Linked DNA regions of Hordeum vulgare: region 2 is linked to region 1. A link is a contact called in public Hi-C data. All regions are on one chromosome and are shown on one strand. The core of a region is the stretch at or near the end of the contact, and the rest is flanking DNA. Distances in the headings are between cores, read along the strand shown. Region 1 holds the start of LOC123408390. Region 2 holds the start of LOC123413180 (probable glutathione S-transferase GSTF1).

What was found. A called contact is a pair of places that touch in the nucleus more often than the background predicts.
Region 2: a Hi-C map of leaf shows a contact between it and region 1, with 6 times the contacts expected there. The contact joins the promoter of LOC123413180 here to the promoter of LOC123408390 in region 1. A contact is called at or near these places in 2 of 6 Hi-C or Micro-C datasets (leaf and seedling) and 1 of 1 datasets of contacts at active chromatin or transcription factors (embryo).

Annotation. Positions count from the first base shown.
Region 1 is chr7H:97,808,538-97,811,517 of MorexV3_pseudomolecules_assembly, forward strand. It overlaps LOC123408390, which reads right to left and starts at 1,664. Exons shown (of 3, transcript XM_045101509.1): 1 at 1,501-1,664; 2 at 1-317. The coding sequence starts at 1,664.
Region 2 is chr7H:98,121,056-98,124,024 of MorexV3_pseudomolecules_assembly, forward strand. LOC123413180 (probable glutathione S-transferase GSTF1) reads left to right here and starts at 1,555. Exons shown (of 3, transcript XM_045106128.1): 1 at 1,555-1,823; 2 at 1,919-1,967. The coding sequence starts at 1,674.

The DNA.
Region 1 (2,980 bases), core at 414-2,913:
CGGTGGGGTACTCGAGCTGCATCGCCCAGCCTTCGTCCCCGGGACGCCAGAAGAAGAGCCTCTGCCCGATCTGTGCGCCGGGGATCTTCTGGCTCGCAATCGCGATCCAGCCCGGCGAGGCGAGCGGGTCTCCGGAGAGGAATACTTGGGCGACGGTTGTCAAAGTGGGCAGAGGGATCTCGGCTTTGGAGAGGGGCTCCCAGAGGATGAGCCTCGTGGGGGATCGCAGGTCGTCCGTGAGAGCGAGCCAGCCACAGGGCGTGCCGCAGCAGTAGGGGAAGCCGGCCGGGGCCGGGGCCGGGGCTGGGGCCGGTTCACTGTTTTAACTTTTTTTTTTCTAAACATGAGCACAAAATAAACCAGATTTGAAAGCATTTCACGATTTGACCCTTTTAGAAACGCCACAAGTCGTGGCGTTGCTGCCCTCTATGCAACGCCTGTCTACCATGGCGTTGCTGCCCTAAAGTGGCACGCCTGTCTACCGTGACGTTTTTTTTGCAACGCCAGTCTAAAGTGACGTTGCAGACCCACTGTGAAACGCCAACAGTGCTGTCGTTGCTGCCCAACAGTGACACGCCTGTCTACCGTGTTGTTTTTTCTTTCTTGCAACGCTAGTCTAATGTAGCGTTGCAGGCCCTTTGTGAAACGCCAACAGTGCTGGCGTTGCAGACCCACTAGGGAACGCAGTGACGACATCCAGCCATCCCACGGCATGCTGTCTGCAATGCCACATTAGACTAGCGTTTGAGTGGGTCTGCAACGCCACATTAGACTAGCATTTGAGTGGGTCTGCAACGCCTTAGACTGGCGTTTCTATGTGCGTCTGCAACGCCACGGGCTCTGGCGTTTCAAAAAAAATCAAATCGTAAAATGGTTTCAATGAAAGTTCATTCCGTGCAATACTTTTATCTCATGGATTAAAATCGTGAAAAAATCGCAAGGGCGGCAGGCCGCTAGCGGGGCGATGGACGCGCGCCAGTGGGAGCATACCTGGCGGATGTGGATTTGGTCCATGTCGGCCGGCAGACGGTCGGAGACTTCTTGAGGAGCTCTGCCGGCAGGGAGATCCAGCCGCCTCCCGCCATGTGATGCATCATCAGCCTCACTCCCATCTTCCTACTCTTTTTTATTATTCATTTATGAGATGAGACCAAAGCGGGGCCTCACTAAATCTAAAATACCGAGTCGCTTTTCCTCTCTAAATCTAAAATACCAAAGCGGGGCCTGTCTTTTTATTAGCGAAGGGGAGAGGGCGGCGCCTCTACGAAACCCAGTCCCCGACGAACTCGGGGCAGGCCATCGAATCCTTGCGCAAAGAATTGAGTCTTTTTTCTTTCTTCACGCGAGATAGGATAAAATCCTGGAAAATGAAGACAAGTCACCCTATACAATAAGAAAATTACAAACGGATCCCTGGGAAGCCCGACCAAACACAGCACTAACGTGAACTAAAGACGCGCCGCCCCACCGTTGTTGCTGCTCCATCGAACCCAACCTGACCTTGGATCCAAAGACGGGAAAGCTTCCAAATTACGGTCCATATGGACCAACACGTTAGTGAGGAAAGCAGATCGAACCACCACCATCTTCATCGCCTCCTTCACCGATAAATCGAGGGAAGCAGTCCTGAAAACACTTGTACAAAGAGACACCAAGCTCGTCATCGGCGCTGGAGCAAACGCCAATGAAGCGGGGAAGGAGCTACGGCAAAAAAAATCCTTCGCCTTGATCACTGCCGCCACCACACCTGCCAACAAGAGGAACCTAGCCTCGCTGCACCAAAGGTACGACAGTAATCTACCTCCCCGAGCCCCCACAACACCCCCACAACCTAGCTCGGGGAACGCTAGCCGACCGCGTCGTCACCATGTCTCCCAAATCGACGGCGTACCACACACACCTAGCCTCCACAGCTCGCCGGCATCTTCGAAAGACCCTGACATTTCTCTCGTTCCAGATTACACAGCACACCAGCATCTTTAGAGATGTTCCCGCCTTCCTCAGGGGGTTACGACGATCATTGTTGTGTGCCCACCATTATTTGACTGTCTCGAGACCCCTCCAAGCATTTGTTGTAGATGGTATGCCCATCCAATCATAAATCATGCTCCAGACTCTTACGGCATAGCTGTTGAAAATACGAGCAATTTACCATAGGATTTTATTAAAAGAAAAGCTAGGAAAAACATTACTATCATAAAATATATGAAACAAGACATGGAATATAAAGATGAGACGACGAAAGACATGTGCACATATCATCTAGAAGAGAACATATGTAGAGCCGTTCTATATACACAAGACATCATATGGAGTGATGAGCAGAAACAGAACATATCTAGAAGTGAAACTATAGCAGAAAGTTGCGGTAGGAACTCAGCGAAAAAGAACATGAGTACGTACTGAGTTGCAGCAGCAGTAGGATTGGTGTTGGCGTTGTCGTTGGCCATGTTACCGAAGAGGTGGCCGATGTCGGGGAAGTAGTCGTCGTCCGGGAAGAAATCGTCGGTGTCCGTGATGGAAGCCAGTAGTCGCGCTAAGCGCTTTCCAAAAACCTTATCGCCCTTCTCCCATACAGGACTCGAAGAGACGGAGTTTCAGAGGCCTACTGTCCCGACGTACGGTGCACGCCGCAAGTTGGGATGGGGAAGAACGTAGCAGCAACACAGAGAAAGGAACCGGTGGCGAGAGCAAGTTCTGATGCGTCTTCTCTAGAGAGGAGCGACCTCTCTTTTATAGGCGCAAGAGAAGGAGGCGAGAGGCGAGGCGGGCGGCCGAGGAGGAGGAGTGCTCGTGTATATCTCTCTTGTTCTCAAGCTCATACATGTGTGGAAACATCCCCCCTTATAAGGAGGTCCAACTCCCACTAAACTAGCAATGTGGGACTAAACATTTCCACCTCTTGCCTTGCACAAATGGGTTGCGTGGGCCTCTAGGATTTATTAGGAAATTTCTAAAATTATATATTGGGCTGGCCCAA
Region 2 (2,969 bases), core at 305-2,804, 310 kb after region 1:
GGTTCCAAAACTGTACCAAATTGATTCCACTGCTCCTTATCCTCGTCCTCTTCCTATGATACCCACCAAATTACGGGCCACCTGTGGAGATCGTGCATAGCATATGTCGAGTTTGAGATATGTTGGTCAGACATAGATGCTCAGGTACATATGCCATTGTGTCACGTCAACCGCAGTTCACGCAAAAAGAGTAGGCACTAGTTGCTACTTAGTGCCATCAACCCCCTGCAATAATTCTAGTAACATGTGTTGCGTGGAGGTGGGAAAATTGGGTTTCGACGGACTAAGATGCCCTCCAGGACCGCCTGGAAAACTGTCGACAGACCCTGATTCATTGGTGACATCACCAACATGGGACCACACGTGGGCAAAACTGAGTAGCGCCAATGGCGGCACACGATGCACATCGCGTTGATGCTCCACCATGACAGCACCAGACGAGTGAAAATCGCTTATAAAGATTTCTCTCTTAGACAAGATAGATTAATTATGTAAATCAACCCTCTTTCCTGCTTATGTCACATGTTTGCTTCCTCTGTCCCTTCTCTCACAGGAGGAGACATGCAAGAGAGAAGGGGGCGTGGAAGATGATTTCGACGATGACCCGCACATGAGAGAAGGGGGTCAACGGCGACAAAGTCTGATCTTGATCTACAAGTAATAGTCGGGGCGGGGGCGGGGGCGGGCGGGCGGTGTAGTCTAATTTTGATCCGCAGCTAACAGTCGGTATGGGAGCGGGCGAGAAGACAACATAGTCCGGTTTTGATTTACAACTAATGGCCGGGGCTAAGACGGATGGCAGCGCAGTCTGACCTTGAGCCACAAGTAACAGTGAGGGCGGGGGCGGGTAGCGGCATAGTTAGATCCTGCTTGGGTCAGACTCCTGGGGGGTGGGCAGCGGCGCAGAGCGGTCCTATCCTATTGAAAGATTCTGAATTTTGTGAATTTATTTTCTACTCACTAGTACAATGTCAAAAAATGTCCTATATTATGGAACGGAGGGAGTAGTATTTTTTCGGATACGAATATAATTTACTACCTATGGTGATAGCTACCCACGGCCTTAAGTTTTATCTCTAATTGTTTTTGATAAATTATTTTGGACTATGAAATAACTCTATAATGCAAACATCGTGGCTTTCGACCAGCCAACCAAGAAAATAGGCAATGATGCCAAAAAGACAAACAAAAAGACTGACAAAGTGAGAAAATGCCCTTTCTACACAACAAAAAGACACTTGTGTTAAAAAAATAATACAATGACAAATAGAAGTGATAAAAAGTCATTTCTATACAACAAAAACACACTTATGTCAATGCCATTGAAGCCCGACACCTCGTATATATATAAGGTCACTTAGGCCAATTGGTGTGTAGATTTCACTAAATTGCCTATCTTTCCCATAAGTGAACTTAAGTCCTAGAAAATTCGAGGTTAATTCGGTTGTTATTTTCAGGTAACTGAACTTAAGGGGAAAAGGACAGCAACATTGTTCGGCTCCGGTAGTTTGTTGGTGCCAGAACAAGAACAGTATTCTTGAGGACCTACAAAGCAGCTCGTGGAAAGGGACGCGCATTCTCTCGCAGATTTTTGCGATTGCCTGGCTGCCTGCACACCGCAACCACCCTATCTTCATATTTCTGCCACCGGACAGCATCACCTCCACTAGGAAATGGCGCCGGTGAAGGTGTTCGGGCCGGCGGGGTCGACGAACGTGGCGAGGGTGCTGGTGTGCCTGGAGGAGGTGGGCGCAGAGTACGAGCTTGTCGACATCGACTTCCCCGGCAAGGGGCATAAGCGCCCTGACCACCTCGCCAGGAATGTAAGCAACATAAACACCCTTTGCTCAGATTAATTCGTCGGCTGCTAGACTTCAGAGTGCTGACAGGTTACTCTATCTATGGTGCCTTCTTGCAGCCGTTTGGGCAAGTCCCAGCTTTACAAGATGGCGATCTCGTCCTCTTCGGTGAGCTGTCTAGTTAATTAAGGCCCTGTTTAAAACCACAATAGATTATGATAATCTAGATTATAAAGATAGATTATATAATCTGGTTTATAAAAATAATCTACGTGTGCATGTTTGAATGCCAGATTATATAACCTATAATCCAGGTTTTACATTGCATAATGACTTGTTCGTCCTCTTTTTTTTTTAAAAAGAGAAGGGTGACGGTGGTAGGAATGTAATTATCTCCAACTTTACAAGGGTAATAGGTCATTAGCAATCCATAATCTGATTTTAGCTCGTGTAGAGTAGATTATGAGTTTTTAATAATCTGTTCATCTAATTTTTATAATCTATATTATAATCTGTCCTGTTTGAAGATAAAATAGATTATAAAAACTGAATTATATAATCTGTGTGGTTTCAAACAGGGCCTAAATTTCTTTGGACGTTCATATATTTGTATGACGGCCCACAAACAAATCAAGATTCCTATAATACGACTTGTTCGAGTAAATCTAAGAGTGAATTTCAGTTTTTACCCCATACTTTAACATTTTTGACACTAATTACCCCATTTTGACAAATTTTCATTTAGATTACCCCATTTAGCAAAAGTTTTGTCAGCTTTTACCCAGTAATTGTTTTCAGAGCGATTTGTTAGCTAACTCCCTGCCATCAAATTCCTCTTGGCGTTTTTCCAATGCCCAAACCAATCACTTGGTTTAGCAACACCCAATTTTTTTTCTCATAGCTGTCAGGTGTATGTGTGCACCACATCGTACGAAAGACGAACAGTTATGTTCAGCGATTAAGTACGTACAATTTTGCATTGTGTGGGTTGTGGTTTATAGGTTTAATGTGATGATATTTTAGTTTTCTTCCTTGATGCAAAATTTGGAGGAAGCATTTATTTTACGCTTTGGTAAATCATTAAATAAAAACATCACATTCTATTTTACATATCTGCAGTGCTATTGTCGAACATGTGTTTTGTAGTAGGGCTCCAATGATGTGTGACAA